7 separate regions of the Mus musculus genome follow, and regions 1, 2, 3, 4, 5 and 6 are each linked to region 7. The links are chromatin contacts, called in public promoter capture Hi-C maps. All regions are on one chromosome and are shown on one strand. The core of a region is the stretch at or near the end of the contact, and the rest is flanking DNA. Distances in the headings are between cores, read along the strand shown.

Region 1 (3,387 bases), core at 506-3,005, 740 kb before region 7:
TAAACCACCGGGCAGTGGTGGTGCACGCCTTTAATCCCAGCACTTGGGAGGCAGAGGTAAGCAGATTTCTGAGGCTAGCCTGGTCTACAGAGTGAGTTCCAGGACAGCCAGGGCTACACAGAGAAACCCTGTCTCAAAAAACAAACAAACAAAAAACCCAAAAAACAAAAAACCTGAAAAAATGATGGTTTACGATTTCTTTTATATATATGAGTACACTGTAGCTGTCTTCAGACACCCCAGAAGAGGGCGCCAGATCTCATTATGGATGGTTGTGAACCATCATGTGGTTGCTGGGAATTGAACTCAGGACCTCTGGAAGAGCAGTCAGTGCTCTTAACTGCTGAGCCATCTGTCCAGCCCCTACCATCATTTAAAAAAAATATTTCCACAAGATTATTATTTCTCAGAATACAATCTGGAGAGCAATAACTTTAAAGTCATCTATTTCCTTCTACCCTTTTCCACTCCTGGCTTTCCCATTCCACGGACCTGTGCTTCCTCCGGCAGCAACTGTTATAGTGGGGAGCTCTGTGTAGAGCATTCTGGGTGATGATTCGAGTCTGGGTTAGCAAAGGAGCCTGGTGATGAAGAGACAGAGTTAGAGCTGTTAGGAGCAAACGTTCCCTCAAGCCTGTTGTGTGAAGTATAGCCCTGTCTAAACCACACCTGATGCCCTCTCACCTCAGTTTTGCTTTCTGTCTTCAATTCGTTCTGCTGTCTTGGATTTTGCTCTGTTCCCTTGCCTGTTTGCTTTTTGCCATAGAAAAGCTTCAGACCTGAGAACAAAAGCAAGGAGGAATGAAAAGCACAATGCCTGGTGGCTTGCTCTCCATCTCCCGCCCTCCCCACTTCTCTGATACTTACTGGACAAATGCTTCTTGCCTGCACGGTGGGCTGTCAACATGGCCAGCGTGTCTAGTACTGGTCGATGGGGGCAGATGGCACAAGCAAAGCTAGGGAAACGAGAAGTGAATGATGTGTGTGGTGTGTGGTGTGTATGTTGTGTGTTCGAGAGCCTGCAGTCGGGGTGTTCTTGCTATGGTGAGTAGGTCCTACTTCTGTCAGAGTACTCCACCACCAACTCCCAGGTTTCCCGATCTCCACCCCTTACACTTCACTTCCAGCCAAAGAGTCCTATTATACTCCTGAACTCCTTAGTGACAAAAGTTTGTTGAGCCTTTGATCCCCGAATCCCCAGGCTTGATCCACTCTTCGCTCTCACCGTCCATCCCGCAGCATCAGTGCCTCGTCCTCAGGGATGTAACTAGCCAGCAGGTCCCCAACTCTCCGTTTCTGCAGGGAGCAGGATAGGAGAAATGAGTAAGAGGGACGGATGGAAATGAAATAGTATGGATAAGGAGTCAAATGGCACACGGGGCTATGCAGATCATAGGGTAGTAGGGGTCACCACTCAGTTCTGGTCCCCTAAGCCCTCCCCTAGATGTCGCCAGAGCAACAAAACAAAACAACAGGGCGGCTGAAGGTGATCAGACTCTCACTAAGGCTTACTTTGAGCACATTGAGTTGACTCCAGTCGTCCCCTTCCCTCTTAAAAGACATAGCGACTGTGAGACTACGATAAATTCCCCTACGCCTACTTCGCTGCTCCTTTAGGCCACCGTAGAAAGAGTACACTATCGCCTTCTCTGCTTCCGGTTTCTTTCTTGTTGAATCTGTACTTCCGGGGATGATGTTCCACGCTTGCGTCGCGCGAACCGGAAGACCCGCCTCCAGCGCCCTGAGGGGGCCTGCATTTCCTACAATACTTTGAGACGCTGTGCCTTTTGGGAAATGAAGTCTTTTGGTTATTTATTTTATTTTTTTATTTTTTTGAAGAGCACACTGCTCACCTGGACACAGGACCTCACATCTCGAAGGATCCAGGTGTTCGGAGACTCAAGATCCTGTATGTGGAGCCGGAATTTCAGGGTGGGACCTTCCTGATGTGGAGCGAGGCGTCAGGGATCTCAGTGGACTATATACTACAAACTCTTGCTGTCCTCAGGCTCGTACTCCTCAGCCACAACCTACCTGGGGTGGGCCTTATTTGGAACAGAGAGGATGTGGGAGCACCCGGCATCCCGACTGTTGGATGTGGGGATACACTGAGGGAAGAGTGTTGATGAGGGTGTCTAGGGTTCAAAGGTCAGAGATCAGGCTTGCGAGGAGTTGGGGAGGGGGCGTCGAAAGTCAACCGGGTCAGCGACTGACAGCTCAGGGAAGATACTTATGGGTAAGGAGCTCGTGGAAAGAGAAATGTAACCGGCCTGGCAGACTTCTTAAGAGACGGACAGTAACTCCAGGCACGGCAAGAAGCAGCAAGAGGAGGACGACGAATGTAGTCTCTCGAGAGTCGGGAGACTGTAGAGAGACGAGAGAAGAGAAAACGAATTATCTGAATATCCATTCCTTGGGTTCGGCCGTCACTGTTACTTAGCTGGGCTTCCCTCAGTTGTGACCCTAGGTCTTGACAGTGAGGAGATGGCTTCTCCCTCTAGACAGCCTCCCCTCGGGGGGTCAGGGCTGCTGCATGGGAGCCGTGCTCGTTCTTATGGAAGCCTGGTACAATCATCCTGCTCCCCAGTGAGGGAAAGACGCCTGGAGCATCAATTGGAGCCTGGAGACACCCTGGCTGGATTAGCACTCAAATACGGGGTAACGGTGAGTCTTCCAGAATTGAGATAGTCCCGAGAAAGTGGGTGGCCCGCTAAGATGCCCCCTCTCACATTATTTAAATTCTATTATGGTCTGTTTTTTTTCTTCCTTATTTTGCTTTCACATCTCAGCAGAGCACTGTTGGGACAGATCTGCCCAACTATCCCAGTGGGAGGAGCAACTCCTGTAGATGGTGAGGGAGGTGGGTGAGTGGGGGCGGGGCTTACAGCCATTAACTGGACTTGTGTCCCTATCAACTTAAGACTGATAAACCAGTTTGATCAAGGTCGAATCACTTAAGTGTCAGAGTAAGGTTTCTGTCTGACTCTAAAGCCGGTACTATTAGCCATGCGGGGGTGGGGTAGGGGTGGGGGTGGGGATGTAGAGACTGGTAAGGAAGAGCTGACTTTTACTAGCACTCTGAAGGTGCCCATTTGTAGTTCTTATTTCCACCCCAAGGCTCTGTTTTCTTTGTGCAGAGGCACAAAACAAGTCCCCTCTACATACTTCAAGTGTTTCAGGTCATCTTTAGGAGAGGTTTGATGGGCATAAAAAATATCTTGCATTAAAGTTGCAGCCTTCCTGTCTATATCCTGTTTTACCACATACAAACAAATGTTGGGTTTAGATAAATTCCTGTGCCACTCTACTTAAAGCATAAGGTAAGCCTTTCTGGAGACACAGCATACGTTTGTCGATGTGCTCATGGAATTTAAATTCTCATGAGGA
Region 2 (3,322 bases), core at 670-3,169, 690 kb after region 7:
ACTTCTAAGGCATCGGCGGACACCTGCAGCAAGCACACAGGTGGTAGAAGAAAATAACAGCCATATACTTACAAAATTTTTAAATCTTATGTTGCTACATACCACACTATTTAACAACATCGATATATGAACTTTCGGTATATTTTGATATTTCATACCATCAAGCTAAGGTTTTCTCAGATGCCTGCTACAGGCACTGAGAAACTGAAGTTAGTGAGCGACCTACCTCCCTTACAGTATTCATAAATACTGTTTATCGTTGGAAAACACCTGACGCCTAGTTAGTTAACTTTCTGGAACAAACACACCCTAAGGATCAAGGTGTTCCTAGGCCTTGGTGTTGTGTATATGTTTTTGAACCGTGTGATGTTCATCTCTGTGCTTGCTTAAGGTTCAGTTGTAACTTGTTAGCCTTAGGGTGTCAACCCAGTTAGGGCGCGCGGGGGTGGGGGCTGGGGGTGTTGTTTATGAACAGCGGTGAACAGGCATGCAATCGCTTTTTACTTCTCCATCTTAATCTCAGGGCTATATCATCTTTATTTTCCTGCGCAAGGAAGGAGATAGATAGTCTCCTAATAATTCTGCCCAAATATGGAAGGAGTTTAGGACTCAATGACAAGGCTCCGGCGCGGGGTGGGGGTGGGGGTGGGAGTGGGTGGGTGGGTGGGGAATAGAGTAGGGGGCGAAGGGGGAGGGGGTTGCAGGTAATCCTTCACACAAGAGTTTCTTTGCACACTTAAGAGTTATTTCTCTAGTCAGCTCCTGAGGCATCTCTCAGCAAGGTTTGCCAGATAACTAAGTGAAACTAACACAGCTCCAGCGCCGGTGAAATTGAAACAGGCTTAGGGACATGCATTTCATTTAGTGAATTTGGAGAGAGGACAGAGGGGGGAAAAGAATGACAGGAACTCGAAAACAAAGTAAGGAGTGAGGTTCTTTTTCTTCCTTTTTCTTTCTTTCTTTTATTTTATTTTTTTGGTTTGTCCACCTCTTGTTTCCTGGAGAAACAAGGACGGGGGAGCCATCAGTGTGAAAGTAAACACCTCACAAAGCTGCAGTGAGGAACAAGGGAACATATACAAAATGTTCCCCAACTTCACAGGTACACTGAAGAGATGAGGGGATAAGCAACAGGATGTGGACACTCCCTTACTGCTTCCGCTCCAGAGAACAGAATAGAATGTAATGGGCGAGGAACAGTAGCAGCACATAGGGGCATGAAATGAGGGGGAAATGAGGGGAACCCACCAGAGCATTCACCAGAAAGGACTGAAAGCCAGACTTTAAAATATCTGACAAGTTCTCGTCTGGAGAGACCGCAGCCTTTTATTCTTCAATAGAAGTGCAATAGGAGCATATCGGGTGGGCTCTTTCTCACTAACACGACTGCACTCTCGCCCTCCGCTCCATCCTGGAGTATCCTCGGTGCGATGGGATTGTTTTTCACAAGACTTGCGAACTTGTGAGCCAGGAATAAATGGTCACCTCGAAATGAATTGCGCTGGCTCAGGCGAGTCATGAAATCCTCTCCTAAGCACATTTTTCTTTCACCTAAAAAAAGAAGGGGGAAAAAAAAAACAAAGCACACACCCAAATAACCCAGCTCCCAAGAGGAGTCCCCTGGATGAGGTTCAGGGTCCCGGGGTCCCAGCCTCCCGGGGGGAGGGAGGGCACCCGTCGCCCCGGGCCCCGCCCCTCCTGCTGGCAAGGCTGCGCACCCGAACAACAACCATTTTCCCCGCTAGGAGCACACCGTGTCCACGCGCCCCGGCGGCCTCGCTGATTGGTTGGAGGCCTGGTAAACAAGGGCCAAGTAGCCAATGGGAGAACTGTGCACGAGGGCTGCACGAGCCTCCAGGCCAGCACTCGCGTGGAGCGCCAAGCCAGGCGGCTATATAAGCCGTTTCCGGCAGCCGCTTGACACTCTCCTCCTCTGGTCTCGGGGTTTCCAGAGTTTCTCCAGTTGCGGAAGACAGCTGTTATTTTTCTCCTGAAAGCTTTTGGCACAGCCGGCAGGCTGAAACTTCCAGGCACCTTTTGGAAAAGTTGTTAGGGTTTGTTTGAAGCTTTCTTTACATTTTCGTTTGGGTTTTCAAGCCCTGACTTTACGGAGGCGAGCTCTTCGTTTGCTTTGAAGGGTTCTTAAAGATTTTTTTCCTCTCCGGCTTTCGTTTTTCTTGAACCCACTCGGCTCAATCATGGTGATGTTCAAGAAGATCAAGTCTTTTGAGGTGGTCTTCAACGACCCCGAGAAGGTGTACGGCAGCGGGGAGAAGGTGGCCGGACGGGTAATAGTGGAAGTGTGTGAAGTTACCCGAGTCAAAGCCGTCAGGATCCTGGCTTGCGGCGTGGCCAAGGTCCTGTGGATGCAAGGGTCTCAGCAGTGCAAACAGACTTTGGACTACTTGCGCTATGAAGACACACTTCTCCTAGAAGAGCAGCCTACAGGTACTGCTCCCAGCAGGACTGATGGTGACTTGGGAGGTCTGTGGGTCGGGGAGGGCACCACTAAATGTTTCGAGTTGTTCGTTTGAATGGTTTGAACTGTTGGTCCCTATATTTTTTTACTTTGTAATTAGCAAGTTTTTCACTACCCTTCACCCCCCTAGAGTGATTTGAACACTTTCTGAGGTACTGTTTCCTGAAAGTGTTGTCTTAGCTACTACTTAAAGATTAATGTATTTGTGGATTTCGCAACTTTCTGTCCAAGAAAGTGCTCTGGGATCTTTTCTTCCATAGTGTAAGAGATGAAAGTGGAAGTGAAGTAAGGTAGTCTACTGCCCAGGCACTCCTCATTGACGCTTTCAAAATGTAACAAGAAGCCTAATGGCCCCTTGTCTTTGTTTCCCAGCAGGTGAGAACGAGATGGTGATCATGAGGCCTGGAAACAAATATGAGTACAAGTTCGGCTTCGAGCTTCCTCAAGGGTAGGCATCCACCGTGTGCACCTTGCACTCTTATTTCTAAGTCTTCCCCCTCCATTGATCTCTTACAGTTCTTAGCCTTAATTTTGGTTCATTGTTTTGACACAGGCCCCTGGGAACATCCTTTAAAGGAAAATATGGTTGCGTAGACTACTGGGTGAAGGCTTTTCTCGATCGCCCCAGCCAGCCAACTCAAGAGGCAAAGAAAAACTTCGAAGTGATGGATCTAGTGGATGTCAATACCCCTGACCTAATGGTGAGGATTTTTTGTTTTTGTTTTTAAAAAGGTTTTAAAATTCTTCTTGGTCAGGGATAATAAATTAGATGCATGGGGGTTGAAATATCTCAAAACATTATTTCCTTTTACACAGGCACCAGTGTCTGCCAAAAAGGAGAAG
Region 3 (3,410 bases), core at 549-3,048, 760 kb before region 7:
AAACCCACCTCATACCCAGCAGCTTCTCAGGCAACAGTTACTGAGGAACACCCAACATTCCTCTGGAGCAGCTTCTGATTCACCCCCATACACATTTCCCCTCCCACAGACAATCTGCTGTGGCTTTTCTTTGCGGGCCTTTCCAGCCCTCAATCCCTACTAATCTCTAACTACTCTGACCTCTCCATATTGCCCAGTTCCTTACGATTTCTTCATACATCATCCTAGGCATTCCTCCAGTCCCTATCCTATTATGCAACATCCTCCCATAGCTCTCAAGTCGCACACACCCCTCCCCATCTTTATGAAGCCTAACCACAGGCCTAACCCCGACTCTTCTACAAGTCAAGGCTTCATTTCATTTACCCTCCTTCTTTTAGGGTGTTTTGACCTTGACCTCCCTCCTCATCCTTTAGATGTTTCCAATGTTTCCCTCTGTGCTGACTATAGTAAGCTCCCATGATCCCAGCACTAAGGCCAGTCAGGAAGGCATAAGAAGTGCCTGTATCAAAATACAAAACAACACAACTCCTCATTCCTTTCCACAGTTGTACAACCTAAAGATAGGAATCCCCTAAAGAGTTAATGTGAGAAAGTAAGCATGTGGCTGGCTGCTGCTGACAAGAGATGAGAGGAGGAATGACGCACTGGGAGGGGGGCGGGCGGGGGGTGGGGGAGGGAGTCTGAGCGGAAAGCCACTCCAGGAACTTACTCCCAATAAAATCCACAATTCCCATGACTCTCCATTACTTTTAAGTTCCATAATCCCCTCAACATTTTGATCTATTAATTTCACAATCACTTTGGTATCTACCTTACACCTTTATCTACCAATACTCCGTTTACGTTATTTTGTCTTATTAAGCCCAGATCCTGATGCATGCTAGACGAGATCTCCACTACTAAGCTGTATCCTCAGTCTCCACTGATTCGTTTCTCCACTCCTGTTGTCGTTTCTCTCTTAACCCCCAACCTTCAGTCTCCATCCTTCCTCCTCAAAGTTCTCAACGCAGTCGCCTCTGAGACACTGTGTGAGTTTTCGTCAGCTTCCCTTTTTCTCAGCGACATCCATCCTTTCCCCCAGACTCCTCTAGTAATAGAATTGTCTACTTCAAAGTCCGGTCCTGTCCTCCCTTAGGGGCAACCCCTCGGACATCCTCAACCACAGGTCCCCTCCCAGGACTCGGTCTTGTTCCCATCTCACAGTCCTCCTCAGTCGGCTGCCCGCGTCCCACCCGACTCACCTGCGGTACCAGCAGGGGCCCCGGCATCAAGGGATGAAAACCCGGCCGCCGCTGGCCCTGAGGAGGCGGACGCCATCTTGGCAGCCCCCTCCCCCTCAGCGGCTTCGCTCCCTTTCAATCCGGCTTTTCCTTTTCTCGGAATCGAATCTTCCCCACGTCTCTTCACAGAACCCGCGTTCGGCGGGCTTCTCACAGGCGTTGTTCAGGCTCCAGGACAAGCTCAGGACCGCACCACTTGCCCGGCATGGGGGAGAGCTGCAGTCTCGCACCTTCCTAGCAACTTGAACTGCTCTCCGCCAAAGCTACCTTCTCTTACCAGACAGGAACACTTGAGCCGGGCCCCGGGAGTCCCGCGTCTCGGATAGAACAAACCTAAAGGAAAACCTAGGCACCTGAGGTGCCCCCAAAAGCGAATGCCCCCCCTCCCTCACCTCCCCAGCCACTGCCTGTTTATCCCCAACTCCACCGCTCGGCTCAGGGTGGGCGGCCAAGGAAACCCCGGTATTGCGCATGCGCCACAGCTTCTCGGCGTTCGTCTATCTAGCCGGAGAAAAGAGAAGCCAATCAGAGGGGACTTCGGATCACGTGACAGATGATGCCACACCCCAAGGAATCCACCGACCGTAGACCGTGAGTCTACGGTGGCTCAGTAGGCCAATATAGGTTCGTATCTTTGATCGGGTTGCTAAGAACTCTTGTTAAGAATCAGCTGGACCGAGATGGACTGAGCTCCTCAAATGACAGTCCTGGAAAGAATTCGGAACGCAGCTCTGTGTCAAGTCCGAAATGTTAAGCTCTTGTGCACTACAAAACATCACAACCATCAAGAATTCTTCCAGCCTTTACTGTTTAAGGTGTCGGCTTGTGGGATCTTCCTTCTAAAGACATAAAAATAGATGTTTTGTTTACTTCAAACAGTGCTAGACACAGCGACAGAGTTCATTAAATGTAAATATTTGATAAATAAGGCAATGAGGATTTGTCAACAATATAAGAAGAAAAGTAAGAAAAATACATAAAAACAAAGTTTAAAAGACCTGATAAAAAAAAGACTACAGACTATCAAATAACCTCCCCCTATCCAAAGTCCTCCTTAGCATTCAGTTGCTAATTATCTATACTCCAAAGGGCATAGAAATACAGAGGGATTCTACTCTAGCCTAGTTGTCATATGAACTCTGCCCAGTTTTTTTTTTTTTTTTTTAAAGATTTATTTATTGATTATATGTAAGTACACTGTAGCTGTCTTCAGACACTCCAGAAGAGGGCATCAGATTTCATTAGGGATGGTTGTGAGCCACCATGTGGTTGCTGGGATTTGAACTCTGGATCTTCGGAAGAGCAGTCGGGTGCTCTTACCCACTGAGCCATCTCACCAGCCCTCTGCCCAGTTTTTACAAAGAACCCTAGCAGCTGTGAATATTATGGGAAGCCTAGGGAAGGCCTTTTTGAACAAGCGCTTCTGAAAAGCAAAGACTGTGTGCTAAAGTTCTATGTCCACCTCCTGTCACATTTTTGTACAAGGTAATCACTCAATAATTATTTGTGAAATGAATAAATAAAAGGCATGGGAAAAAACCTCCAGCTTATTGGTTCTAAAGTGGCCTGGACACCTATCCAGATGTTCCTCCAAAGGGAACCCAGGGCCAGAGTATCCATCAAATATCTCCCATTCCTTAACCTCAGATTTCTTCCTCTGCCTTCAAGACCTAAAATATTTGTTTCCTTACTGCCATCTGCTGGATTCTTTGTGCTCCCTTGGGTACTAAAGATTGACAAACTTCATTTGATAGAATTAGCATCACTAATTCAACAGCATTTTGACTCGGTAGCACTGAAGTATTGTATGTTGTACTGTACCTGAAACCTTCGCCCTGCTGTTACTGGTGTCAGACAGTGCTATTCACTCACAGGTGAAGTTGTGTCTCACAGATACTTAGTAAATACTGTTGAATAAATTGTCTATATTTCCAGAAAAGGCATTCAGTCACCTGGGAACTGTTAAGACCACTCATCAGATAAAGGCACCAAACTATGCCTAGGTCCATGAGATGGGATAAGAGAATTGATCCATTCAAGTTTTCCTCTGCCCTCCTCTTGCACAAGTTAACAAACACTTGAGTTAAGTGTAAACTCAGTTGATTCTATTTCCTAAGGTGCTCTAAA
Region 4 (3,766 bases), core at 352-2,851, 640 kb before region 7:
GACTGTGGGTTCAAAGCCCCCCAAAACCAAACCAAGACCATGAACGAATATAAAACAAAAACAATTTAAAAGAAAATGTGTGAGATATTAAAAGGCTGAAAATCTCTAGCTATACCATTGACCTATCGACATGTACAGAGAGACTCAAATTTGTCCCAGAAAACAGACATAAAGGCATATGTGGCATTAAAATAAAAAAGACCGGCTGCTCTTCAGCTATCGTCCCCTTTCTTTCCCTAAATGCTCTTCACCCATCATTTTATCTATTTTTGCTTATCCTAAGGGCTCTGGATGGTGAAAATTGACATATTTGCTCAGTAAATGCCACCCAGTTATTTTATGCAGAGTAACTTCTAAATTTTCATTGTCTATTCTTAGAGATAAAATGATTAGTAGATACACACATTTAAAAGATACACTTTCTTTAAACTACCTGGACACACCCAAATACCCTTTGTCCAGATCCCCCCAAGAGCATTCAAGGCCTAATCCACAGGGCCTTGCTGTGTCATGCTGCCACCATGCAGTCTAAGGAGGGATGGTGGTGGATGAAAATGGAGGCTTCCTGGTATTTCTCATGTTGCTCTAGGATTTTCCTATTAGCCACAATCCTCCCCTTTTTCTAGGAGGAGCTGCAAAGACAAATCTGCTGTCATAAGTAGTTCCTGTGAGCTACACTGATTGCAGCATGCCATCGGGCAATCCCACAATGGCTCCCACCTGTCCCACCTAAAGCCTCTTTGGAGCAAAAATCTGAGATAGGGAGGAGATTGTTAAAGGTTCCAATCACTCTCAATAGCATCTCATGTTTAAAAAAAAAAAAAAGTACCCTACTCCCCAAACCTCCCTACAAGAGACAGAAAATCGAGGGGGATAGAAATACAAGGGAGTAGAGGCTACAATAATTACAGTAGGAATAAAGATTCACCAAATAACTGGTAGCAGAAATTATAGCTTGAAAAGGAAGATATAGATAACTAGACACTAGACAGAAGCCATTAGATGCACAGGGCAAAAATTATAGGAAAATGAATACATGAAATGAAGAGCTAAATGCCGAGAGATGATTACAGGTAAAGTGCTAGAAATGAATGCCTAGGTCCATGGTAAGGCATGGATGGAGATCTTAACAGATAAAAAATCTGGTAACGAATAGTAACCCATTGTTCATAGCGCCCCCTTCTCTCCTCTTAAACTGCCCCCCACCTCGGTCTCACACGGGGTCTTTCAAGCTTAAGAAGCGGTCCCTCGTCTTGGTTACCTGTTAGCAATGAATGACTAGGGTGTTCCGAAGACGGAAGGGATGCCTCAGGGGCTCGGGGGTCGGCTCTGGACTGGAGAGGAGGAGGCTGCTGAAGGAAGCTGTCGCGGATGTGACGGCTTTGTCTCCTCACGCCTTCTCCCTCGTCTGTGACAGAATCTGCCGCTGGGTCTCCCCTGCAATGCAGCCCCTCCTAGCAAGGGCGGAAGCACTCCCCGCCCCCTCTCTGCCTGACTCGGCTAATTCGAGGGATAGGTTCCGGAACACGCTATCCACCGTAGAGCCTCTCCGTCGGCTCGCACCGCACCCCCACCTCTCCAAGTACCCTCGTGCTGACTGGAGCGCATGGCTGAGCAGTTAATTGTCCTCTAACTTAGATGTATGGGTTAAAAAGTCTTCCGGTTAAACAACAGAATGGCCCTCCTTTCCCACTGTAAGGACTAAAGGGGACTTTGGGAGACTCAGAAAGGGCCCCAGCGCATCGTCCTCTCAGCGCCTGCAGCAGGTGGACAGACTAGCACAGACAGTTGGGGTGCCGCGGTTGTCCCCGAGCGCGGTGCTTGCCGCTGTCCCCGCGGGCCACGCCGTGCGCCCCGAAGCTGGGCGGAGCGCTGCGCTCCGCTCTCAGCCCCTGGGTTTCGTAATCGCGTCGCCGGCGTTTCCGCCCTCCGCCAGCCCCACCTCTGCCGGCCCGCCCTCAACTCCCCGCCGTGCCGAGAAGCAGCCAGGGGACCCGGAGTGGCGGAGCCCCCGCCCGCAGTGGGGACGCCGGGGAGCCGCAGGTAAGAGCGCCGGGCGAGCCGGGCTGCGCGCGGGCGGCGGGGAGGGGAGGGCAGGGCAGCGGGGAGGTCGCGATCACAGTACACGCGCGGGCGGCGCAAGCCACGGAGAGGCAGGGAAGCGGCGACTGCAGCGTGGGGCCGGGTGGAAGGTGCGAAGCGACAGGGGCTCCTCGCCGGCCCTCTAACCTGAGAGATCTGCTGTGCTAGAGAATCCGAAGTGGTGCTGGGCCCCGGAAGGTCTAAGCCAGAGTGAAGCAGCCACGGAGAACATTGACAGAGCCAGTACAATTCATCGAAGTTCCCATCCTGGGTCGCAGTGGGTGGGGGACGGAGCTGGAGTCTGACGGAGAATATTGGGGGAGGGGAAGAAATTAGGATCTCCTTCTGTTAACTTTTAAGTATCCCCAGCCCTTCCCTGGGGTTAGGGCAGGGTTGGTGCTCGGACAAATATCTGTAACTTGTTTGAAAATGGGGCCCATTCCTCTCTTGGGAGTCCCTCAGCAGCCCGCTATGTTTGGAGGGTCTCCACACAGGGACCAGCTGCATCCCCGGGCTTATAGCCAGAATTTGCCCACACGATTCTCAAGTCTCTTTCTCTCCAGCTGCTTCTTGCTTCTTGTGAAGGCTTGTCAGACAGCGGGTTGGAGAGGGAGGCCTTGGGGCCGGAGGCAGCGGGACCGGGAGAACCGGTTTGGGGCTACCACAGGCTCGGGGAACTACCTGTGTACATCCTTCCTCCCCACCTCTCTCCTGCTCGCCCCTCTACAGCTCTGAAGTGTGTAAGGCCCACCGGGACGATGACGGTGGTTTAGGGTTTGTCATTTCAAGTTCTGGGTTTCTGGTGGAAGTGAGAGGGGCCCTCCTGTCAAGGATGTGGCTTTCTGCGCTTTTGTCCCTGATCCCTCCTGGCTTCCTTTTTACTGTGGGGATGAAGTAGTGGGCCATGGATTCAGCATCCCACCCTCCCCAGCTAGCCAGCTCAGGCTTTATTTGTTCCCAGCCCATTCGTTGGCTGCTTTGAAGAGGAGTGACAGCCAAAGCTTAGTACTTCCTTTTCTGGCTTTGTTCCTCCTCCCCCCCCCCCCACCCCACCCCACCCCACCCCCAACTCCCGCACTACCACAGTGACCCTGGCTGGTCTTCACACTCTGACACGGGCCTCCAAGTTTCAGAGACCCTAATGTCCTAAGGGAATGGAATTTCCTGGTCACTTCTCATCATCATTGGTGGTTTCACGCCAAGTCCCACACACACTTTCCCTCCACCCAGCTTGGTCAGGTCCCTGGAAGAGAAACAGAACTGTCCTTGTTCCCTCCTCGGCCCCCTTTCCTCTCCCTCCTCCTTCCCGCTTCCAGCATCGGCCACCCCTGACCACGCCGCCGGCTCGGCTCGCTTGGGGCAGGGTGGAGGACGTTGGTAGAGCCCTGCCTCAGTCTGGACTATCTGGTAGTGTTAGGGGTTTCCTCTGATTCTTTATTGTTTTCTCCATTTCCCCCAAGCCTTACCACCTGCCACCATCTTGATGAGCCTTGTGACTGACTTTCCCACTGACCAAGCCTCCCCTCTCAGGGCAGCTGTGCTCTGGACTTCAGTCTCATTACTCCTCCCTTCCAGGGGTGGGAAAGGAAGTGAAAGAGAGTCCAGACTCTTGGGTTCTTTCCTACCCTAGAAGCCTTATTCCACTGTTTGAGTGATCTCATCTCAAGGCTGCTACAAAACAACA
Region 5 (3,829 bases), core at 1,309-3,808, 650 kb after region 7:
TATTTTTGAATGTGTGTCTGTGTGTGGGTTGAGTAGTTCCCAAGGGGACCAGAAGAGAGCATTGACTCTCCTGGAGCCCCTGACGTGGATTCGGGGAACCAAACTCAGGTCCCTTGTAAAACCAGCAGGTGCTCTCAACTGTGGCTCCATCTCTCCAGCCTTCCTTAATTTCTTTTTAAGCCCACAGCAAACTCAAAATAGTTCCAGAATAATACCAACGCCACTGTCAATGATAGTGAGGACTGTAAAATACTTTGGTACTAGTTGGGCACAGTGGCCCCTGCCTATAACCCAGCACCTTCAGGGTAATTATCTAAATCATCTGGCCAACATAAAAGGTTCTAAGCCAGCTGGGACCACACATATAACAACACTCTGTTTCAAAACAACTGATTCCTTAAAAATATTTTTATTTTTTAAATTTTATGTGCATATGTGTATGCCTGAGTGTATGTGTGTATGTGCACCACATGTATGTGTATGTGGCCTGAATGTATGTATGTCTGTGCACTAACTGTGTGCAGAAGCCATTAGAGGTCAACTGAGGGTATTGGAGCTCCTAAACTGGAATTACAGTTAGTAATGAGCTATCATGTGGGTGATAGAAGTGGAACCTGAATTCCCTGTAGGAGCAGCAAGTGCTTCAACCACTAAACCATCCTTCCAGCCTCAAGAAACTGTTTTTTTTTTGCACGTATTTTGGGTTTCAGAGTATATGCCACTTTGCATTTTATAGACAACCTAGTATGTCTTAAAGTCACTTGATTAATTTAGTTGGGGGATGTCTTAGTCAGGGTGTGTATTCCTACACAAAACATCATGACCAAGAAGCAAATTGGGGAGGAAAGGGTTTATTCAGCTTACACTTCCACATTGCTGTTCATCACCAAAGGAAGTCAGGACTGGAACTCAAGCAGGTCAGGAAGCAGGAGCTGATGCAGAGGCCATGGAGGGATGTTACTTACTGGCTTGCTTCCCCTGGCTTGCCCAGCTTGCTCTCTTATAGAACTAAGACTACCAGCCCAGAGATGGTCCCACCCACAATGGGCAGGGCTCGCCCCACTTGATCACTAATTGAGAAAATGCTTACAGCTGGATCTCATGGAGGCACTTCCTCAAGGGAGGCTCCTTTCTCTGTGATAACTCCAGCCTGTGTCAAGTTGACACACCCAACCATCCAGTGCAGGGAAATTTTATGGAATAAAAGTTCTTGGGATGTGGGCTGGTGAAATGGCTCAGCAGGTAGGTAGAGGAACTAGCTACCAAACCTCACATTTGGCCCCTAACGCCCACATGGTGGGAGGAAAGAATTGACTCCTATAACGTTTCTGACATCCACATAGGTACACACAGACACACAGAGACAGACATGTTCTAAATAACTTAATGTAAAAGATTATTGTGATATGGTCTTGTATAGTTGAGAAAAAGCTAAATTCATTATAAAAAATACATGTGCTCCCACACTTCTCTTGTAAAGTGTGTGTGTGTGTGTGTGTGTGTGTGTGTATGCGTGCCTGAGAAGGGACCATGTACCATGTGGACCTGTAGAACTTCATGTAGAGCTGACAGGGCCAGAAGCTTTTGTGACACACTTTGTAATCAGTCCTGTGCTGCTTTCCCTTGGCAAGTACTGTGGGACAGTGTCCCAGAAATGCCACCAGGTGAAAAGACGGACATAGCTAAAACCCTGATTATAATTGAATCTTCAAACAGTTTGTCTATAAAAGTATATTCCCAAATGTCTTCCTTCTGAATTCACCTATCTAACGCCACTCCTCTGTGGATCAGTAGTGTTCAAAACTGACTCCGATTCTTCTCTCTGCCTCTGTTACTACCCCGGCCCCGGCCCCTGCAACCTGGAAGCTTCTGTTTTTTGTGTTTGTATTGATGAGGAGGAGGGAGGAGGGATTGTTGCACAAACTAGTGTAATGGAAAAGGTGGAGAGAGAGTAGACAGCTGCAGAGATCTGATCTGGGCAGACGGAATAAACCCTTCTCGAAACAATTCTGCTCTCGGATTTCTCGGGACAGCTGGACCTTTCAGCTTCTGAAATAGTTGGCAGAGATGGGGGAGGGTCTCTGAACTATGCTTGCCGTCCATCTTCAAAGCCGGCCACCTCAGTGTATTATGTGTAGAAGAAATTCAATGGAATCCTCAGTAAAGAGAGGATGAGAGCAGTGAGTGACTGGCATCACACAAAATCACCACCAGCAGTCTTAAAGGCATTACTGGGAATACTGAGTTCATTACTGGGAATGCTGGAGGGCCTGAGTGGCAGCTTATAAGCTACAGTTGGATATATGACTTGGCCATCATCTTTCTTTATACTCTCCCTCCCTTGGTATCCAATATTTCCATATTCCATCCTTATTTTGCTCATCGTTCCTGCTGCCTTAGCTCCCACACCCCACTGCCACCAACGTTCCTGGAATTTTGGACCTAGCTATTTTTAAAACTGTCAACTCAGTAGGCACCTCCCTCCTCCTCTCAGCTGTCCAGTACTTGGGCCAACCATATACTCTCCCTCCCCCCTCCCCCCACACCAAACCTCCTCTGGCTCTCTGACCTGAGTGAGACTGCAGCCATTCCGGGGCAATCATGGAGAAAGAGATGGGGGACCCCCTGGCTGGAGCAGACCAACAGAATAGGCAACTATGGCTCGAGAACCCAGTATCAGAGTAATGCTTGACCTCGGGAAACAGTAAGTCCAGATGAAATGTCGATCACTTTGATAAGCTTTTGGGTCAAGGCCAGAACTTCATAAAGTTACAGACATCTGTTCTGAAAACTAAGATCTCCCCTTAGCAACTACCCCAGTCTTCACTTTTCCTCTTGCCTAGATGTTTTCTAATCCATGGCCATTTGATGTTTAATGCTGCCTCTCTCTGGCTTTCCTATTTTCCTCTCCATCTTATTACACCAAGACCTTGGGAGAGGGGGAGGGGGCAGTGCTAAGGACTGGGCCCAGGGCCTTGAGCATGGTAAACACTCAGCTACCATCGAGTTACACTCCCATCCCTACCTCAAGACCTCTCTGACCTCCTGCTCATATGCTTATCCCAAAGTAGGGTTTTGACAGGAGAAAAGGAGACAGACCCTCCCCCATATCTGTTCTCCTCAAAAGACCAGGAGTGTCTGGATTGGGCTTTTCAGCTGGGTCTGGAAAAACACATGAACTGTTAGACAGAAACATATATTAATTTGAATGCTTGATTTGTACCCCATCCTGTGAGAGGGATCGTACTGTCAGCCCTCTGGAGAGGCTGAGAGACCGGCTCTCCTTTCACTGGGAAGGTGATATCGTAGACAGGGCGTCTGCCTACCATGTTACCCTTTGTGCCCTTCTAACACAGTGAAGAAAATGAAACGGCAGGTGGTTTCTGGTGGGAAGGATCCATAAGAAGTATGTTCTTAAAGCGTGATCAGATCCTGGTGCTACTGGGGACCCACTGACATGGTCAGAACCTCACTTTCTCTAGGGGTCCTCCATTTTTGGCACATCTGCTATTTGGTAGTCAGGATGGGGCAGTACACTGGACTCTGCACACTGAGGTCACTCAACCTTCCCTCCACCACCACCCCGCCCCCGTAGGCATATTGCACAAGGGACCTGAAGGTGGCCGCAGGGGCAGGGCACAGAGGCTCACCAGCCACGCTCACCCTCTGGAAGCCTCCTTCTTCCCAAGATCCAGTCTGTCTCATTTTTGTTTTGGTCTCTTCAGATGCTCTCTCTACCCACCATCTTGACTGGTCTCCAACCCTTCTCTTTCCCCACACTCAGCCAAATTTCTTCTTCCAGTCACAGAAGTACCCAGAGAAATTCACT
Region 6 (3,611 bases), core at 907-3,406, 730 kb after region 7:
GAGGGGCGCCAAGGAGGGGGAGGGTCAGTACCCTGATAGAGGGAGAACCAGCTGATACCTCGGACACGGGATCTCTTGCATGTGCTCCTGGCACTGTGCACGCACACATGGGTAAGCATGTGTCTGTCCACAAGCACAGTACACTTACTAGCGAGAAGGATAAATACTGTGTTTACCGGGTGTGTAGACCCACGCAATCGTGCCCTGGTCATGTCACAAGTACATGGGATTACTTGGGGACCCATAGGCACAGCACACCAACAGAGGACCACTTGTGCTAGGGTCCCAGACTCACATTTGTTCCGAAGCAGCAGGGAGCCCCCACTCATGGCTGGTCTCCTGTATCTTTGCCCCTCCTGAAGAACCCTTGCTTTCCCTGTGTGCCCTGCAGCGTGGCCTAGCATCCCCTCGCACAGTCTGCTTTCTCTTCATGACTATCTCGCCCCATTCTGCAGGCCTTGCTTCTCCATGCCTGGCTCCTTGTTCACACCCTGCTCCCATCCGCTTTTCAGGATGTCTTCTTCACTGTTCTTGGGGTTCCCAAAGCAGCTCCCAATCTCACTTCTGTTGCTGCCTTCCACGCTCTCCACTTCTCAGTTTCCTGCTTTTTATTCCCTCCCTGTGCCCCCCACACACACATATACCACTCCAGATTGTCTTGTTTACCCCAGGGGTAGGTCATGGGCTCAAAGTTGCTCTTCTGTGTGTCTGAGCTTATGAACAACCCCCCACAGGTAGAAGTGGGGAGCAAGCCTAAGTCAGTCCTCTTACCACTTGTCAAATAAATGTGTTCAGAAGTCTGTTTTGTCACTGCTGCCTGAAAGTGTGGGTTGGGGGGGGGGGTGAAGAGAGAGGGCATGGGAGGGTGAGACTTACAGTCACAACTACTCAGGGAGCCAATCTAGAGGCTGCAGCTACTTTCTTTCCAGGAGACCAACTGACCAGTAGTGGTTGTAGAAGAAAAGGCAAATGGGCCCTGTGTTCTGAGGTTTTAAGGCATTTGGTGGGCCTCCCCCCAGCCTCCCCATGCCTGACTTTTAATGATTTAAGATTCTTACTGCCCCTCTTCTCCATAAGCAGATGCTACTTCCTACATCTTGACCACACAGGTTTTGTTGTTGTTTTAAATACAGGGTTTAATTTCATTTCACCAGGTGTGCCTTTATTCATTTTCTTCTAACCTCCATAGTCCCAGGTCTCTTAGCCAACCCTAGGAGAGGGGGTGGGGCTAGTAACTTCACCTAAGGGGAAAAGGAATGGTCAGTCAACAAAAGGGTGTCGCAGCTTGTGTGCATGGATGTCTGCTGGGAACAACTGTTGGAACCCAGACTTACCTGGATCAAGCACCCTTTCCATCTATGTCCTGAATTTCTCTGTTTGATAGGTTTCTGAGTGTATTCTAGCTCACTCTTTCTGTACAGTGATAAACACATTCTACGTTCTCTGACTCCCTTAGTGAGTAGCTGAAGTCAGAAAACCATTCCTGAATGTAAATAGTGAAAAAAGGAAAATATTTGGATTAAAACACTTAATGTCTGAATCTCCCTTGCCATCCAGCCATTTCATGTATCTAATCTTCCTGAGCATCACTTTTCTTGTTTGTAAAATAAAACCTGGTTTGTACTTGGCAGCTATTAAATAAGGCAGTGCACTCAAGTATATGACATAGCATATTCTCACTAAAGTCAGCACTATACTCAGTTTTCACTCCACCACCAATTGTGTATGAACTTAAAGATGAGTCACATCACTTCTCTGAACCGCATCTACATCTAGAAAGTAAAGTGATCAGACAAATGGTCCTTAAGAAACCTCTCCAGCTACAGTTCTATCCAGCCTTGCATCCAGGCCTATTTTCCCTTCAAGCCCCGCCCCAGGGGTCTGGCCGGATTTCTATCGCTTACCACAGGATTCCCAAAGATGCTCCGAAGCTCTCTCTCTTAGACGATTTAGCCTTTTCTTTATTCAATTGGTTCCCGTGCCTCCGCCTTCCTCAATCATTTGCCTAAGGTGGCTCAGGAGCCCACCCCTTTCCTCCCTCTCCACCAGTGATTGGCATGGCATCTGGTTCGTCCCGCCCGCTCTTGACTGACAGCTGGATCCCGGCACCGCCCTCAATCCCCTGGCTCTTGCTCACTGGGGTAGCTGGGACCGTTAGCTCGCCAGGCTGGCAGGCTCCGGGGCCCAGCTCCGCCGGCCACCGGGATGGAGACGATGCGAGCACAGCGGCTGCAGCCCGGTGTAGGCGTCGGTGGGAGAGGCACTTTGCGAGCGCTGCGGCCAGGGGTGACCGGGGCCCCGACTAGCGCCGCCACACCCCCCGTGGGCCCGCCGCCCGCCCCGCCGCCCCCCGCCCCGCCCCCGCCTCCGCTGCTTCTGGCTGGGGCCCCCGGGCTGCCCCTGCCCCCCGGCGCCGCGGGTAGCCCTGCGGTGCTGCGCGAGGCTGTGGAGGCGGTGGTGAGGAGCTTCGCCAAGCACACGCAGGGCTACGGTCGAGGTAAGTGTCGGGAACTGGCCTCCTGCGGGACACCCTCTAGTCAAGAGCCTGGCTCCCACAGCTCCCACTGTCCTCACAGTGGCTCCGCTTGGCGTCCAGCCTTCGCATGCATTTCCTTTTGGGGAGTTTCCTTCTGGACACACACACAAGCGCGCACGCGCGCGTGTACACACACACACACACACACACACACACACACACACACGAGTTATTAATGCATTCTTCAGGGACTCCTGTTTTCAGATGCAATTCTCTTTTCTTCCCAACTTTTTCTCTGTCAGCAGGCTTAAGATTTTAATGTCCTTCTCCCTTTAAGAACCCGCCCCTATTGTGTGGGATCCTCTCCTTTATCTCAGACCCAGGGCATTTCTCATCCTTACCCTTCTCTGTCTTCTCTCTCTGATCTCAGCAATTCCTGTACTCCCATCTCCTGAGCCCTTGTACTTCATCTTCTGAATCTCGACTTTTTAGTTCTTCACATACTTAACTTACCCACCCCACCTCCCACCATGAAATTTCCACCATGACTTCAGATCTGCTGGAGAATTATTAGGTAGTGCTTTCAAAAGTCACTCACAATAATTGTTCCTTTGAATCTGAACCCACACCATTGAGGCCGTGCCAGCTTCCTGTGACTTGGTGCCTCGCTTTAGTGTCTTAGTTTGGAGCCTCACAACTCGGGCCTCTGTCTGTCTGGCGCTGTATTCCTGGCCCTTGCCCAGGAACTGAGGATAAATCTCAGGCCCTGGCTCACTCAATGCTAAATTCTGTGGAAACAAGCCAGGCAACAACCTTATTTTGCTTAGAAATTGCCGGCTTAAAGATGCCTAATTTCTGGGAAGAGGGATGTGAGAATTTTCTTTGTTGTTTTTGTTTAGGCAACGTTAACCAATTTCCTGTCAGAATCCTGGTTCCAAATTCATAGTTTAAACGACAAGGAACACACAGTGAAGGGTGTATGACTCAGACTTTAAGTCTGGAATTTCCAACACATCCCTTCTGTTTCCTTGATCAGGTCCTCCTGGGTCTAAAAGTGACTGCCTCCTTGCTGTTTTCTAGGAGAAAAGTTGCACAGCTCACCCCACCCTCTTTCTTTCTTTCCAGACTGTTGGTT
Region 7 (3,551 bases), core at 20-2,519:
GGTGCCCTCTTCTGATATGCAGGCATACATGCAGGTAGAACACTGTATGCACAATAAATAAATTTAAAAGAAGAAGAGGAGGAAGAAGAAAGAGGAGGAGGAGGAGGAAAAAAGGAGGAGGTGGAGGTGGTGGTATTCAGAGCCTACACAGAGCTGGCACCAGTGGTAGGCTTTATGAGGTGGTAGGCTGGGTGCAGGATCACCTCACATTTCCCACGGCTGGTCCAGGCAAGACTCGACTCATTTTACCTGTTCAGGGTCCGGTAGGCACCTTCCACGTTCCCCTCCTGAACCATCACTGTCCTGGCAATGAACTTCAGATGTTTAGCCATGGCCTCGTATTTAAATCTTCATTCTTCCGGGACTACAGACTGGACATCGAGCATGGAAACCAGAGACTCAATGTAAGAGAACAAAGCCCAACAGAGTCACAACTTACCATAGGTAGTTTTTATTTAATTTAGCAACAGAACCAGCTTGAGATCCACAGAACTGGGCTGGAGGAATTCTCCATATCTTAGTAAGTACAAGTAAGTCTGGAGAGATGGCTCAGTAGTTAAGAGGATCCAAGTTCGATTCCCAGTACCCACAGGGTGGCTCACAACACATACAGTCCCAGGGAATCCAACACCCTCTTCTGACCTCTGTGATGCACAGACATACATGCAAGTAAAACACTCACACACATAAAATATAAATAACTTTTTTTTTTAATGAAAAAGTACAAGCAAATTGTTAGCAACATTTCTTTCACTACGCAGTGATATGGCTTAGCAGGTAAAGGCGCTTGCCACCAAGCCTGATGACCCGAGTTAGAGCCCTGGATCCTTACGGTGGAAAGAGAGGACAGACTCCTGCAAGCTGTCCTGACTTTCGCCCCTCCCAACCCCCCGGTCACACCAAGAAATAATTAAAAGATAATTGCCGGGCAGTGGTGGCCCACGCCTTTTATCCCAGCACTTGAGAGGCAGAGGCAGGCGGAACTCTTGAGTTCGAGGCCAGCCTCGTCTACAGAGCCAGTTTCAGGGCAGCCAGGGCTACATAAAAACACTCTCGAAAAAGCAAAGCAAAGCAAACCAAAAAATAGGTTTCCGCTGAGAGTTAGAAAGAACTCTTCGTCCGCCTCTAGGCACCACGCGAAATCTTGCCCTCCCGCCATACTCGCTTTGCAGCTCAGTGAACCCCCCCACACCCCTCGAGCTCCCTACCTGGGGCCTCTGAATTCGGACTCCGGGTCTCTGCGGACCGGAAGCGGAAGCTACGGAGTCCCGCGACGGGAGGAAGCTACGCTGCAGGGCTCAGCCGACTGCAGCTCCGCTTACCGTCTGACCTTGCGAAGGTTCGGTGCTGAGCGCAGGCGCTGGACTTTCCGCCTGACAGTCAAAGGAACAGCGTCCTCACCTTCCTATGGAGGAGTCGCGGTCGTCGGGTCTGCGAGAAGGTCAGCCCGATCCGTAGCTCTAATCCTGTTAAACTTTTACTAGATTTGAGCGATTTCGTTTTCTGGATGGGAAATGGGAAGCGTCCTGAGAATATTTTCTATTTAAAAAGGACAGATCTGCTCACCGGGTGAAAAAAATGGCTCCACACCCCCTAATCTGCCTAAAAGTTAAGAAAAGAAATTACATACTGTGAGTTTCCCATTGCATCAGCTACCTAAGCCATTTCATTAAATAAAGTAGAATCAAAAAGAAACAAATGGGAAACGCCTGCAGAATTTTAAATCAAAATATTGTTGTTTTAATGCCAACTTTGCCATTTGTTGCCTTGTAAGATCTAGTAGAATTTTTTTTTCTTCCATACGTCTGGACAACCCTATGTGTATGTTATCCCCACATCTCCATATATGGTTATTTACATGGGTTTAGAAGTATCCATATACAGAAAAACCTACCCACAACACACACAGATGCACCCTCATCTGTTACTTCTTTAAGGGATTTGCTTTTATTTTGTGTGTGTGTACGTGTGCCTGCGTGTATGTATGTGCACCGTGTGCGTGCGTGCGTGCAGGAGCTCAAGAAGGATTGGAGAGGTGTTGGGGCCCTGGAACTGGAGTTAATAGGAGGCTCTGAGCTGCCATGTGGGTACTGGGAACAGAACCTGGGTTCTCTGCAAGAGCAATTAATTTTCTTAACCACCGGGCCATCTGGCCAGGTCATTATCAGTTAATAGGTATTCACACAAAATTTAAGCCTGCCTCGTAGTAAGCCAAATCCAAAGTCCCAAACTGAAGCTAGACACCTTTGTGCTTGTCAGCAAACCTAATTGAATGACTGTCCTCTGCTAAGCACTGCTGATACTATTCCAGTGTCTCTTGTACAACTGACAGTATGTAGACACAATTTTAGGCCCAGTCGCATATAATAAGTGCAAAATTAATTCTATGGACAGTACGTAATCCGTTAGAAAGGAGTTCTAGCTTCAGATTCTAAGCATCAGCAGACGTATGACTTTGAACAAGTTACTCAGACTAGGGGTCTGCACTTTTTGTCTAAATAAAAATATTGGAATACTACCATGTTTATTTGTTGATATTATACGGCTCTCTTGGGCTATAGTGGTAGACTTGGGTAGAAGAAATGGAGATCTGTGACCTACAAATACTTATAATCTAGATCTTGCTAAACATGAACTTTCAATCTGGCTTCTTATTTGTAAAATGATGCTAACATCTACTCTGTTGGTCTCACAAAATTGGTCATAAGAATCGAATGGGCTCACAGTCAGCTATTGGATGGATCACAGAGCCCCCAATGGAGGAGCTAGAGAAAGTACCCAAGGAGCTAAAGGGATCTGCAACCCTATAGGTGGAACAACAATATGAACTAACCAGTACCCCCAGAACTCGTGTCTCTACCTGCATATGTAGCAGAAGATGGCCTAGTCGGCCATCATTGGGAAGAGAGGCCCCTTGATATTGCAAACTTTATAAGCCCCAGTACAGGGGAACAGCAGGGCCAAGAAGTGGGAGTGGGTGGGTAGGGGAGTGGAGAGGGGAGGGTATGGGGAACTTTTGGGATAGCATTTGAAGTGTAAATGAAGAAAATACCTAATTAAAATATATATTTAAAAAAAGAATCGAATGGGATATAATGTAAGATAATTCATTAATTTTTGTTTTAATTTTAAGGTTTATTTTATTATTATATGTGTATGAGTATTTTGCTTACATGTATGTGTGTGCCTACATGTATGTGTATGTGTGTTATGTCTGTGCCTGGAGGTCAGAACAGAACACTGAATCCCTTGGGCCTGGAATTACAGATGGTTGAGAGCTACCATGTACATGCTGGGAATTGAACTTGGGTCTTCTGCTAGAGTAACAGGTGCTCTTAACTGCTGAGCCAACTCTTCTCCTCTTGTTATCATTTTCTTTTTTACTAGACTGAAAAAAAAGTTTTTATAAATGTATATGGGGGGTGTTGTCTACATGCATGTCTGATGTCCAGAAAAGCCTGAAGAGAGCATCAGATCCACTGGATCTGGATTTACAGATGTTGTAAGCCATCATATAGGTGCTGGGAATCTAACCTGGGTCCTCAGTAAGA

What was found. Promoter capture Hi-C pulls out the DNA fragments that hold promoters and counts their contacts.
Region 1: a promoter capture Hi-C map of liver shows a contact between it and region 7, with 5 times the contacts expected there. The contact joins the promoter of Lysmd1 here to the promoter of Mrps21 in region 7. A contact is called at or near these places in 7 of 39 promoter capture datasets (the 3T3-L1 cell line, fetal liver, hippocampal neurons and 3 more), 1 of 115 datasets of contacts at active chromatin or transcription factors (bone marrow-derived macrophages) and 3 of 9 other capture datasets (adipose tissue, liver and pancreatic islet).
Region 2: a contact with region 7 is called in a promoter capture Hi-C map of pre-B cells, with 6 times the contacts expected there. The contact joins the promoter of Txnip here to the promoter of Mrps21 in region 7. A contact is called at or near these places in 3 of 39 promoter capture datasets (hippocampal neurons, liver and pre-B cells) and 1 of 9 other capture datasets (liver).
Region 3: a promoter capture Hi-C map of hippocampal neurons shows a contact between it and region 7, with 4 times the contacts expected there. The contact joins the promoter of Pip5k1a here to the promoter of Mrps21 in region 7. A contact is called at or near these places in 2 of 39 promoter capture datasets (hippocampal neurons and pre-B cells), 2 of 115 datasets of contacts at active chromatin or transcription factors (astrocytes and microglia) and 2 of 9 other capture datasets (adipose tissue and liver).
Region 4: a promoter capture Hi-C map of hippocampal neurons shows a contact between it and region 7, with 5 times the contacts expected there. The contact joins the promoter of Cdc42se1 here to the promoter of Mrps21 in region 7. A contact is called at or near these places in 5 of 39 promoter capture datasets (cranial neural crest, hippocampal neurons, liver and 1 more), 4 of 115 datasets of contacts at active chromatin or transcription factors (bone marrow-derived macrophages, embryonic forebrain, embryonic stem cells and 1 more) and 3 of 9 other capture datasets (adipose tissue, liver and pancreatic islet).
Region 5: a contact with region 7 is called in a promoter capture Hi-C map of pre-B cells, with 6 times the contacts expected there. The contact joins the promoter of Hjv here to the promoter of Mrps21 in region 7. A contact is called at or near these places in 3 of 39 promoter capture datasets (liver and pre-B cells) and 1 of 9 other capture datasets (pancreatic islet).
Region 6: a promoter capture Hi-C map of liver shows a contact between it and region 7, with 4 times the contacts expected there. The contact joins the promoter of Lix1l here to the promoter of Mrps21 in region 7. A contact is called at or near these places in 4 of 39 promoter capture datasets (hippocampal neurons, liver and pre-B cells).

Annotation. Positions count from the first base shown.
Region 1 is chr3:95,132,333-95,135,719 of GRCm38.p6, forward strand. Lysmd1 (LysM, putative peptidoglycan-binding, domain containing 1) reads left to right here and starts at 1,756. Exons shown (of 3, transcript NM_153121.2): 1 at 1,756-2,664. The coding sequence starts at 2,485. It overlaps Scnm1 (sodium channel modifier 1), which reads right to left and starts at 1,680. Exons shown (of 7, transcript NM_027013.2): 1 at 1,513-1,680; 2 at 1,226-1,296; 3 at 868-956; 4 at 685-779; 5 at 493-581. The coding sequence starts at 1,563.
Region 2 is chr3:96,556,038-96,559,359 of GRCm38.p6, forward strand. It overlaps Txnip (thioredoxin interacting protein), which reads left to right and starts at 1,920. Exons shown (of 8, transcript NM_001009935.2): 1 at 1,920-2,448; 2 at 2,852-2,927; 3 at 3,033-3,180; 4 at 3,296-3,322. The coding sequence starts at 2,199. Gm15441 (predicted gene 15441) reads right to left here. Exons shown (of 4, transcript NR_040409.1): 3 at 1,249-2,360; 4 at 1-23.
Region 3 is chr3:95,105,132-95,108,541 of GRCm38.p6, forward strand. Pip5k1a (phosphatidylinositol-4-phosphate 5-kinase, type 1 alpha) reads right to left here and starts at 1,799. Exons shown (of 15, transcript NM_008847.3): 1 at 1,245-1,799. The coding sequence starts at 1,320.
Region 4 is chr3:95,226,823-95,230,588 of GRCm38.p6, forward strand. Cdc42se1 (CDC42 small effector 1) reads left to right here and starts at 1,602. Exons shown (of 5, transcript NM_172395.3): 1 at 1,602-2,043. Mllt11 (myeloid/lymphoid or mixed-lineage leukemia; translocated to, 11) reads right to left here and starts at 1,855. Exons shown (of 2, transcript NM_019914.4): 1 at 1,262-1,855.
Region 5 is chr3:96,522,627-96,526,455 of GRCm38.p6, forward strand. Hjv (hemojuvelin BMP co-receptor) reads left to right here and starts at 2,559. Exons shown (of 4, transcript NM_027126.4): 1 at 2,559-2,704; 2 at 3,803-3,829.
Region 6 is chr3:96,598,977-96,602,587 of GRCm38.p6, forward strand. Lix1l (Lix1-like) reads left to right here and starts at 2,157. Exons shown (of 6, transcript NM_001163170.1): 1 at 2,157-2,497. The coding sequence starts at 2,206. Gm52628 (a long non-coding RNA gene) reads right to left here and starts at 2,123. Exons shown (of 2, transcript XR_003954672.1): 1 at 1,335-2,123; 2 at 606-1,241. It overlaps Ankrd34a (ankyrin repeat domain 34A), which reads left to right. Exons shown (of 2, transcript NM_001024851.3): 2 at 1-802.
Region 7 is chr3:95,870,245-95,873,795 of GRCm38.p6, forward strand. It overlaps Mrps21 (mitochondrial ribosomal protein S21), which reads right to left and starts at 1,270. Exons shown (of 3, transcript NM_001355759.1): 1 at 1,209-1,270; 2 at 250-371. The coding sequence starts at 332. C920021L13Rik (RIKEN cDNA C920021L13 gene) reads left to right here and starts at 1,278. Exons shown (of 4, transcript NR_040446.1): 1 at 1,278-1,441.